Regions from separate parts of the Oryctolagus cuniculus genome. Here region 2 is linked to region 1. A link is a contact called in public Hi-C data. All regions are on one chromosome and are shown on one strand. Each heading gives the region's core, a stretch centred on a gene start, on an enhancer-like site or on the middle of the called end of the contact. The rest is flanking DNA. Distances are from core to core; before and after follow the strand shown.

The links. Hi-C and Micro-C count contacts between places; a contact is called where the count stands out from the background.
Region 2: a contact with region 1 is called in a Hi-C map of psoas muscle, with 6 times the contacts expected there. The contact joins two enhancer-like sites. A contact is called at or near these places in 4 of 6 Hi-C or Micro-C datasets (ear pinna, embryonic fibroblasts, psoas muscle and 1 more).

What each region holds. Positions count from the first base shown.
Region 1 is chr16:31,935,130-31,941,064 of mOryCun1.1, reverse strand. No RefSeq gene overlaps it. Among named protein-coding and RNA genes, the nearest start is that of INHBA, 240 kb to the right of the region's middle. Within about 2 kb of position 3,349, at least 1 of the 8 cell types and tissues checked has an H3K27ac peak or open chromatin away from gene starts, as enhancers often do.
Region 2 is chr16:32,822,106-32,828,040 of mOryCun1.1, reverse strand. No RefSeq gene overlaps it. Among named protein-coding and RNA genes, the nearest start is that of C16H7orf25, 13 kb to the left of the region's middle. Within about 2 kb of position 2,605, at least 1 of the 8 cell types and tissues checked has an H3K27ac peak or open chromatin away from gene starts, as enhancers often do.

The DNA.
Region 1 (5,935 bases), core at 2,100-4,599:
TTAAATAAGAAACATGGTCAAGTAGGAAGAGATGCATGGCCTTCCTGAGGTTATATTTGTAAGATTAAATATTAGTAATTATTAATATTCCCAGAATTATTTACACGCCCCCGAAATTTCGCAATGCACTCACTGTGCTATGTCTGCTACAATGTCATCCCCATAATTCCAGCTGATACTTAAAACCATGCCCATTTTTACACCTTCAAGTGGTTGTTTTACTGTGATGCTTTCCTAGAAGTCCTTGTAATTCTACAAATCAGGACAACAACAACAACAAAAACAACTGTCTTCAAGACCCATGGAAAGAACTGTGACAGGTACTCTGGGGCTCAGGCTTCTGTTTAAAATTGAATCACAGCGTTGGATTGTTAATGGCCTGGGAATCAGTGGAAAATGGCCCATGTGCTTGGGCCCCTGTACCTAAATGGGAGACCCAGAAGAAGCTCCTGGCTCCTGGCCTCGGACTGGCCTAGCTCCGGCCATTGAGGCCATTTAGGGAATGAACCAATGGATGGAAGGAATCTCTCTCTCTCTCTGCCTCTCAACTAACTAAATAAATCTTTTTAAAAAGTAGAAAACTGTAACACACCCTTGTGAGTTATAAGATTTTACTTTTGTTCACAATCTTTATAGTCCTGCTATAAACTGGATTGGATTCTGCCATCTTCCACATTTTGTCAGAGCTTACCAAAACTTTACATTCTTTCTGTTTTCCTTCCATATATGGCTGCAATCCTCCAAACTAATGTTTCCTATTTTTATTCCTACTCTCTTGACTTGGAATCACTGAGAAGGAAAACCTGACTTCCCACATCATTTTGACTCATGTACCGGACTATACCCAAGGGTCTGCAAAAGTCCAAGTGTGCTGAAGCAGGATGACTGTGAAAACAACGGGTTTTGTATACAGGACTTTGTGCCTCGTGCCACGGCCAGGTGGGCTGCTCAGGGAGTTCACCAGACACCTGCAACTTCATGCTTTGTTGTAGGAAATACCATGACCACGACACTGATGCCTGAGCTATTACCAAAGACATTAAAATTCTAACCTGGGAGATCTACCAGACTGCCCCTGCTGTCCTCAGGGCACCGTGCAAAAACTTTCCAAACACGAGGTTTAAAAATCTTCCCAGCTGACTACCCTCTGGGTCCAGGAACTGTTCATTCCTGCCCCAACCGTGAATCTTTCTCTTTTGTTTCCTCATTCAACACTACATTCATAACCTGCACCTGCCCTGCGCCACCATCAACCGTGCTCCCTGTCTGTGAAACTTCTCCCGAGGTTTCGGAGGAAATGAAAGAAGCAGAACCCAACAAAACCTTACCTAATTTCCCTCCTCTGGCTAAAGCAGAGCTTCCCAAGTCCTTGCCCTGGACTCTTCTTACCCCGCAATCTCAGGACGCGGCAGAACACAGGCACTGGACCCTCGCACAGAATGATGGGAAGGAAACTCATCAGCTCTTTCATCTTGGAAGCCTCACTCTCTGCAACACTTTTTCTGTCAAATTGTTCGACATTTATCTTGGCTATGCAGCGAATTACTCACAGGCGGTGCGAGTAAGCGTGGCCTTTTCTCGTGTTAATTTGTTTATTATCATTTAATTTCCAGTTCCTCAGTCACTGAAACCCAAAACTTGAGTTTTCCTCCAGACACTTGAGTTCGCATATCTTCAATAATTTTCACACACTGCATAGACACAGAACACGGAGGCCACAGCCCCAAGGCGCAGAGCGGGGAGCACGGATGCCCCAGAAAAATGAGTAATGATTCTGAAGTCCATGCATTGGAGGTGCAGTCAAAAGGCTTCAGAATGGAGTCCAGATCGAATTCTCCCGGCAGTCCCCGGACTCCGCAGGAGACAGGCAGGGCGCGTCCACGTGACAAATGAACTCCACACCTCTGGCTTGCTGTGAAGACAGGAGAGCGCTAACCCTGGATGCTACAGGATGCAAGAGCCCGATTCGGTAACTGTGCTACACAACTTGGAGCCAGCCACCTGCAAGCGCACCGCTCTGAGCTTACTTAGGAATGAGCACAGCCTGCTCTCTGGGAACCCAGGCAGGCAGTGTTCGCGCACAGGTGCCCATTCAGGTCCCCACCGCCAACGCCACCGACGCTGGGGGCCTCAGGGTCCTCATCCAGGACCCAAGATGTCCGGGTCATCCTGAGAGCCGGAGCCCTGGGTACTGTGAGGCAGCCCAAGCCTAGAAGACGAGTGCCCGGGCGGGCGGACAGGAAGGCTAAAGGGACGGTGTGAGGCGGCCGGGGGACAAGGGGCAGGCGGTGGGCGGCCGCGAAGGCTCTGGGGCCCAGAGGGACAGGCGGGCAGGGGACACCAGTGTGGGCGAGAGGAGAGGAAGGTCCACGAGGCCCTCTCCCGCCGTCTCTGGCCGGCGTGCTGCATCTGCCTCATTTCCAAGAGGGCCGGGACCCTGCCTCCGTCCCAGCCCCTGCGCCCACACCGACGCGGCGCGCTGGGCCGCGGGCGCTCGGGCGACGGCGCCGGGCGGCTCCGCGCGCGGCCGCTTCCCGCCAGGCCGCTGCTGCCCCCGCGCGGCGGAGCCGGGGAGCGGCCGCCCGCCCGCCCGTCGCGGGTCTGCGTGCGCAGCCGGGCCCGGGCCGCCGTGCAAGAGCCAAGCGGGCCCCTCACGGGCGGAAAGTGCCACGCAGGGGTTGGGCACTGCTTGAACAAGGAAAAGTCTGGCGACGTGGCGTCTGAAAATGCGCTCGGGGTTCCCATTGGAGTCACAGCGTGCCACTTGTGGAGCGGAGCGAGCCCTCGCCTTGCCGCCGTCGTCGACGGGGCCTTCGGCGTCTCCCTCAGTACAAGCGGCAGGGACTCCGGGGAGGCCCAGCCCGGAAGACCTAGTGAATGCGCCATTTTGCGTTTCTCTTTAATTAAAAAAAAAAAAAAAGTAAGTTCTCTATGCTTGGGAAGGCACAGGCGCTGCGCAGGGAGCGAGGCTGGGCTAGGAAACCGCGTGGTCCCTCGCACACGTGTCCGAACCACCCGTGACTCAGTTTCCCCGTCTGTAACGTGGGCACGCCCTCTCAGGAGCGGGTTGTGCCACCTGCCATCCCTCCCACCCGCGCTCCCCAGCAGGCTTCGCCGGCTCCTGGTTGCTTTGTAAGCCGCTGGGGCTGTGACTCTTGGATTCACAGGCCAGATGGTCCCGGCAGGCCCGGGTTTGCGTGCTCCCCGGACACGCAGGGCCCCGAGGAGGGCAGGGATGGTCATGGCGACGGCCACAGGGCCGGGGCTCTTCGTGTCTGCTGAGGCAGCCAGGGCGCTGGACGGGCAGAAGGGAAGCGAGGCTCGGGCGGGCGTGCGAGGCCTTCCACCTGGTCCAGGGCAGCCGAGGGGGCCCCAAGGGACCTCGCGGCCGGCGGGGGAGGGTCCTCCCGGGAGCCCACGCCCATGCGTGGGAGCGACAGGGCACGAGGGCCAGTGGGATGGGCCTGGGGGGCCTACGGCGCGCGCGGGGGAGGCACCCCTTCCTGGGGAAACTCCCAGGGCTCCTGCCAAGTGCAGGCCTCGAATTCGGAGGCCTGGGTTCGCTTCCTAATGCGGATGTCATTTATTGGAGGTGGTAGGAAGGAGGACGCGGACGGGACCCCGTGCCTGCGGGCCCGGCCCATTGCTGCGTGCGGATCCGTGCTGGACTCGTCCCTGTCCAGGAGCGGGCCATGCAGAAGGTAAAACATTCCCCGGCCGTGGGCACGTAGCTCTCTCAGTTCGGGTTTATCACTCAAGGGGAGAAGACAGCTGGAAACCGCTTCAGGCTTCCCCACGGAGCCAAATGAGAAACGACGGTCACACATCGCCCCCTGGCGTCTGTGAGCGTTTACTGCACCCCGCCTGCGTTGGAAGGCGCAGGTGGAGCTGTTTTCAGACCTTAGACGCCTCCTTCTCGGCTTTGGCTTTGGTTCTTTCACCAAAAGTCAGGGGCAGTTTTTGCTGTTCTGCAGCCCATCTACACACCTGTTGGTCATGCACCCTCAGACGCAGAAAACCGCAGAAAAGGAGAGGTCAGCTCTTCTCCATTACCCTCCCTGGCTTCTACCTCATCCCACTTGGGAAGTGGTTTATGGGGTGGTGAAAAATATATGTAGTTTCTTTTCCCATAGCAATCACACCTCCATAAAGTGTTTTAGTTAAGTAATTATTTTCTTTGAAAGGCCAGACAGAAAGAGACAGGAAGAGAGATCTTCCATCCACTAGTTCATTCTCCCAAATGCCTGGGTCAGGCTGCAGCCAGGAGGCAGGAACTCCGTGTGGGATCTCCCATGTGTGTGGCAGGGACCCAAGTCCTCAAGCCATCACCTGCTGCCACACAGAATATGCATTAGCAGGAAGCTGGATTGGAAGAGTAGAGCTGGGATCTGAGACCCAGGGACTGTGGTTAGGGGTGTGGACCCCCAAATGTCCCCTCTTGTAATTTTTTTCTTTTTGAAAAAGCATGGGCTTAGCGGACAGATCATTGCAGTGCCCAGTAGCAGAGTAGAGAGTGGGTGTGTTGCTTAGCACAGCATCACTATGCTGAGAAGCCAGAGTGAAAAACAGAGCGGTCTCCAGGAGCTCTTGGGCAGGGGAGGAGGTGAGCCCCAGGAGGGCATTTTGAAAGCGATGTGGTAAAAGCTACAGGAGAGCTTGGTCTTGGGAACGGCTTCACTGAGAAGGGGAGGTATCACGGTTGTTGCATCCAGTGGTTGTGAACCTAAGTAGATGACGTGGACCACTTATCTAGTGCAGTGTCTGCCCCATGAAAAGCAGTAGGTGGTGGTCACTCGGTTTCTAGGGAGTCTTTCTCAGTTGGGAGCAGCAGTGCCCCTGAAAACAGGTGGACATGGTGTTGCTGGCATGGGGGAAGGGCTGCCTGGGCCAGCACTGTTCAGTGGAAATGCAGGGAGAATCACAAACTCAAGCCACTCATGTGATATACATCCTTTTTAAACTGTGAAATTAACTTTCGCATATATTTTATTTACTCCTAGGTGAGTACATACAAGTTATTCTCAGTGTGCAGTCAGTTAAATATAAGATCTTTGATCTTTTGTCTTCACCGCCATGTCTTCACAGTCCTCTGCGTATACCACCTTCGAAACATATCCCAGTCTCTACCACGTTGCGATTGCTCAGTTGTCCGTTTGGCTCGCAGCCACCCTAATGAGCGGTGCAGCTTTATTTATTTTAGAGAGAGGCAGTGCCACCACCCAGTAGTTCATTCCCCAAATACTTACAACAGACCAGGCACCAAAACTGGAAGCCAAGAACTCAATCCAGTCCTCCCACATGGGTGGGAAGAACTTGAGTCAACACCCTATCTCTCACTGTCTGTATTAGCAAGAGGCTGAAGTCAGGACCCAGAGCCAGGGTTCAAACCCAGGAACTCCAGCATGGGCTGCAGGCAGGCGTCTCAACCCCTGAGTCAATGGACTCCTGCCTGAATGGCAGCTTTTAGAGGTATTGCCGGACCCTAGCAAGCCTCCTAGGCATGGCAGAAGGACAAGATACCAACTCCTATCTCTGGTTCAGCTGGAGGCTTTATGCTGGCTATTGCCAGTTTGGCTCTAGGAGACACTAAGTCAGTGCTTGTCAAAGGAGGCTCAGGGATCACCTGCTTCAGAATCCTCTGGGCTATTAAACAAGAAGCCAGGTCCCTTAGCCTTATCCTACCCAAACAGTGGGCGTCCAGGAGTCTGCATTGTAAATAAGCCCCTCAAGTGGTGTTGCGGTCTCACCTCTTTCCTTTCCAACATGGAAAATGCATTACCTTGGAGCATGAGAGACTGTCTTCCTTGTGTTTCTGCATTTGGATTTGTGTCTGGATGAAGCATGGGGATTAATCATTAGGGGTGTGGTCAAGTCTCACCAGGCTTTCTCTGTGCTACTTAGATGCTCTTCACCTGCAGTTTAAGCCCAGCTATGT
Region 2 (5,935 bases), core at 1,356-3,855, 890 kb before region 1:
TTGTAGATTCACGTGTAGCTATAAGGAATAATACATAAAGAGCCCAAGAACCCTCTGCCCAGTTTCCCCCAATAGTAATATCTCGAAAACCTATAGTAGAATATCACAAGAATATTGACATCAATCATGTCAAGACGGTGAACATTTCTATCACTATAGGATCTCTCTTGCTGTCCTTTCATCTAATATTCTTTTTGGTGCTTTAACTGTTCAGACGTGAGGAAACAGAAAGCCCTTCAAGATCCGTATGTCCTTTTGACAAATCCCATTATCTTTGGTTTCATGCTTTCTGGCAGAACAAGATGTCTTTGAATTATCTGGATTTTCCTGCCAGAGGCTTGGGATCTGCCGTTGCTTCCAGGAGCCAATGGTATTTTGGGAGAAAAGGCTGAAGACTTGGGGAACTCAGTGCTACTCAGCTGTCATTGTTCTTGGACCCTGGCAAACAGAGAAATAGCTGGGATTGAACCAGCATCCTGATTTGGATGTAGTTTAATTCACTGTGGCACAATGCCATTTGGTTTTGTTTTAATATATACATATTTGATGTATAATTTACTTCGAGATAAAATAAGAAGTTGGAGCCTATGAAATACTTTACAACATAAGAAAATTTTTCACTCACTCCATTTAATTTTATTATTGCTCAGTGGACAAAATTCTACTTTGTGGTTTTCCATATAATTCTGAGAAAATATAATTTTATTATCATTTTACATGTACTGCAACATAACTTTGGAGAGTAGTCCAATATAAGTGAATTCTTTTAATAAATATTGTGGTTTGTATTCTGATATACTGCCCATAACTCCATCAGGGTCTCCCATGTAGGTGGTAGGGGCTCATCATCTGCTGTCTCCAAGGATATACTGGTAGGAAGCTGGATCACAAGTGGAGGTGCAGGAACTCCAACCAACACTCTGATATAAGACATGGATGACCCAAGCTATGACTTAATCCACTGCAACAAAATGCCCACCCTTTTCAAAACTATTTAAGGTACGTTTCCACCGACTCTACCTGTATTATGTTTCAATTTAGTCTTCATTATCTAACTTCATGTAATTTCAGGGATATTCTCATATAATTGTATTTTTAAAGGGGACCTTTGAATGTGCTTTATTCTTTTTTATCTCATTCCAAAATTTTGATTCAGTCTTTGGGTTACTCTAAGAATGAAGCAATGCAGATATCAGTGTAAAATATTTTCTAGTTTGGATGCTAGAATTAGTTACAGAGATGAACACTATAATACAAAATATTTCCTCCTAAGAATACTTTTACTCCTCTGTTTTGAGATCTGTCAGAAATCAAAATTGTAGTTAATTGCAGATTGGACACTTTGTCTTATTTCCTTAATGACAGCTGTATCTGTCAGCGAGTACAATACACATCTATAGCACAGCCATATGCAATGACATGTCTACATCTATCTATACCTACATCTATTTTTATATCTATAGCTATAGCATAATGCTCTCCCTTTAAATAAATTTCTTTAAAAATCTATTATTTCCTTCTAAAATGCCTGCACCAAGGAAAATAATTGTTCATGAATTCTTGATTGAGGCATATGAGAGATCTTCAAAAAGTTTGTGAAAGTGGATATTAATGGAAAAATTAAGCATGGATTTTGAGTTTTCTTTGCTCTGAAATTCCATTTTTTTTGCAAAGAACTTTTTACATAGCATCATGCTTTTCCAACTCTGGTGCCATTAAGAATGCTGGAAATAGGGATCAGGCATTTGGCACAATTAAGACTCCTCTTAGGGCTGGCGCCGTGGCTCAATAGGCTAATCCTCCACCTGCGGTGCTGGCACACCGAGTTCTAGTCCCGGTCGGGGCGCCGGATTCTGTCCCAGTCGCTCCTCTTCCTGTCCAGCTCTCTGCTATGGCCTGGGAGGGCAGTGGAGGATGGCCCTGCACCCGCAGCATGGGAGACCAGGAGAAGCACCTGGCTCCCGGCTTTGGATCAGCGTGGTGCGCTGGCTGCAGTGCGCCGGCCGCAGTGGCCATTGGGGGGTGAACCAATGGGAAAAAAAGGAAGACCTTTCTCTCTGTCTCTCTCAATCTCTCTCACTGTCCACTCCGCCTGTCCAAAAAAAAAAAAAAAAAAAAGACTCCTCTTAGAATAACAACTGCATTCTGGGGACGGTGCTGTGGCACGGAGGGTTAATGCCCTGGCCTTCCACTTCCAATCCAGCTCTCTGCTAAGCCCTGGGAAAGCAGTAGAAGATGGCCCAACTCCTTGGGCCCCTGCACCCTCGTGGGAAGACCCGGAGGAAGCTCCTGGCTTCGGATCGGCTCAGCTCTGGCCACTGCGGCTAACTGGGGAGTGAACCAACAGATGGAAGACCTTTGCCACTCTCTCTACCTCTCCTCTCTCTGTGTAACTCTGACTTTCAAAGAAATGAATAAATCTTAAAAAAGAAGAAGAAGAAGAAGAACTGCCTTCAATATAGAGTGTCTGGTTTGAGTCCTGGTTGTCTGCTTCTATCCGTCTTCCTGCTAATGTACATTCCAGGAGACAGCAGATGATGGCTCAAGTACTGAGATCCCTGATACCGATACTGGTGACCTAAATAGTTCTTGGTTCCTGGCCCTGTCCCACAGCTGGCATTTGGGAAGTGAATCCGGGGATTAAAGATGTCTCTCTGTCTCTATCTCTCTGTCTTTCAAATATAGAATAAAGAAATACGCAATATTTTACAAAAAGAATGTTGGAAAGAAAAGGTACTTCAGAGATGAGCTGTCCAAACTCAGCTCATGTTACTCATAAAGGTGGAACAGAGCGGGAATTCAGTTTTGGTACTTACCAGCTTTTCCCACCAGGGGGCAGCACAATGCAATGGTCAGATTCCGATTTGATTCTAAGTTTTGCCACAACCTGGATGACGAGGGGCGGGTGTCAACTTCATCAAATTGTGTTTCCATATGTGCAAAAATTAGTATCTATTTTATGGAGGTGCTAGGAGGATTAAAGTGAAACGAAATATTGCATAGCTCTTAGAACAGAATCTGACACAAAATAAATGCACCCTATCAAATCTTGTTAGCTACCATAGTTTCTGTACCTTTTAAATGTAATTGCTCTTGCTTTTCATGCTGTCTATTTTTGGAATAATTTAGAATTTATATTATATATGATAATACTTAAAAAGTTCAAGGGGAATGCACATTATTTTAAAAAACTATGCATTGATTTCAAAATGTTTTGAACCAAAATAAACTTATCTGTTAATTCCATTTTCCACAAACTTTTTGAAGTACCCTTATCCTATGTCTTACACACACACACACACACACACAAATACATGTGTACATACACATATGCACAGGGATACATATCCATAAACTTTCAAAAACACGTGCACACATATACACACATAGGTACACACTCATATATACATACACACATATCTATATAGGCACATAACCTCACATACTTTTCCTTTGATCCTCTTTTTTTAATATCTTAACTACTTTTCATTTTGAAAATTCAAATTGTTTGTTTGTTTGTTTGTTTTTGCTTAACTCCTAAGAATAATCATTCCCCTTTTAACTCCAGCTAAGAGTTCTGGCAATAATTCAGACGTGACAAGTAGATGATCTTGTGAGGCTTGAGAATGGCACTCCACAGCTGAGCAGCTCCTGGAGCAGGGCTCCTAAGGGTTTCATAACGAGGACTGTCTTCAGTTTCATGCACACTGGATCCCTCTCCTGTGTGTCTGTGTATATTTGGAAATAAAGGAGGAGGAATGGAGTGGGGGCAAAGACGGACTTCTTGTAGACAGGTATGGGACACAGGTTTCAGGGCTGATAGAAACAATTCAAAGATAATCCAGATACATAAATAAATCTGGTCGGCCAGCACCGCGGCTCACTAGGCTGATCCTCTGCCTGTGGCGCCAGCACCCCGGGTTCTAGTCCTGGTTGGGGTGCTGGATTCTGTCCTGGTTGCTCCTCTTCCAGTCCAGCTCTCTGCTGTGGCCCGGGAGTGCAGTGGAGGATGGCCGAGGTCCTTGGGCCCTGCACCCGCAAGGGAGACCAGGAGGAAGCATCTGGCTCCTGGCTTCGGATTGGCGTAGCAGTCATTTGGGGAGTGAACCAACAGAAGGAAGACCTTTCTCTCTGTCTCTCTCTCACTGCCTAACTCTGCCTGTCAAAATCAATCAATCAATCAATCAATCAGGTCCCCAGATTCAAGACTAGCCATCTCTGCAAACGCTGTCTGCCACTTGTTCACCTGACTCTGAGCTTCACCTTCGAGGTGCACAGCGGTGGGCGAGACGACGCGGCTGCCTCGGCCTCAGTGGCAGCACTCTGACAGTCCACTGGGGGACGTAGTGCACTCTGTTTCTTTAGGTCAGTTCCGGCCCTCAGTCCTGCTAGAGTCTCGTCTTTGTCCTTTTTTTTCTTCTCACCTTATAAACTCCTTTAAAGCATTTTTTGAATGGAAGTATGATACAAATAAAATAAATTCCTATTAAATAGTCAGATTTTAATATCCATCAATTACTCATTTAGAGACACGTACGACGGCGTGATCAGCAAATGTCATCAGCAGAGTATTTTTATTTTGATGCATGATTCTGTTTTCTGTATTTCACAAAGAATGATGGAAAAGCAGAGGAACTATTTGGCATACAGATGGAACTTGGAGGGGAGGAGTCACCTCCGATTATTTATGTTTTCGATGTCATTTCAGACGTCTTGTCTTTGTCTTCACATCTTGTTTGCCCCATTACCAATACCACCATCTCTAAGATTCCAGCCCTCCTGACATGTCTTCTGGTAAAGATTTTTGTGATTTTAGTCCATTAAGTAAAGAAAGAAAAATAAATGGGAATCATGTGAATCAGGACTAAAACGTAAGTCGCTTCCACTTGCTTAAGAGGGTGCCTTGTGCATTCTCTGTTGTGTCCTTTTCTCTACACTTCCCACGTGATTTCTAAAATACAGAACATGGAAGCAAAACAGAACATGGGGCAGTAGGGCAAATTTACAATCATAAAAAAAATCCTGCAGGACGAAAATCAAATGGGAGTCAAGCAGAGTGGTCTATCGTAAAAGGTACATGAATGAAAGACAAAATGATCAAATAAGGCTAATCCAACATAAGAAAAACTTGAACTGGAAAATGAACCAACCATCTCTACCTAAAATTTTCTCAAGGAGCACAGTATACTTACAGGCCATGGAGTATCCAGATGGATTTGTTGGTGTTTCCTAATAGTGCCCTTGGACTCCTGGACTCTATCTAAGCACCAGTTACCCGCCAAGGTCTGGTCCTGGGTGGGCTCTCAGTAGGCTTCTTCAGTAGAGAGGTTAATGATCCTCCAGGGTTATCTGATTTTCAGTTAACTTCATAACCATAATGCAATCCTCTGCCAAGCCTTAGCTAGTTCCTTGACTGGTTCCTTGATTAAATGGAACAGTAATTTTTTGTAAGCATTGTACTTTTATTCTCAGGTGACAAAGTTTGCAATAGCTCTGAAAAATAATAACAACAAATAGAATGTATCCATATTAGATTGTTTTTATCATTATGCTGTTTATTTCATTTTAAAATAAAGATAAATAAAGTTTATCCCATTTTAAAATCAAGACAATTATGTTTTTTAAAAAAGGAAACAATGATTCAAGCTATTTTAGGTAAATTTCTTTTCACTTAAAAACATGTGTACCACGGGCTGGCGCCGCGGCTCACTAGGCTAATCCTCCGCCTAGCGGCGCCGGCACACTGGGTTCTAGTCCCGGTTGGGGCGCCGGATTCTGTCCCGGTTGCCCCTCTTCCAGGCCAGCTCTCTGCTGTGGCCAGGGAGTGCAGTGGAGGATGGCCCAGGTGCTTGGGCCCTGCACCCCATGGGAGACCAGGAAAAGCACCTGGCTCCTGGCTCCTGCCATCGGATCAGCGCAGTGCGCCAGCCGCAGC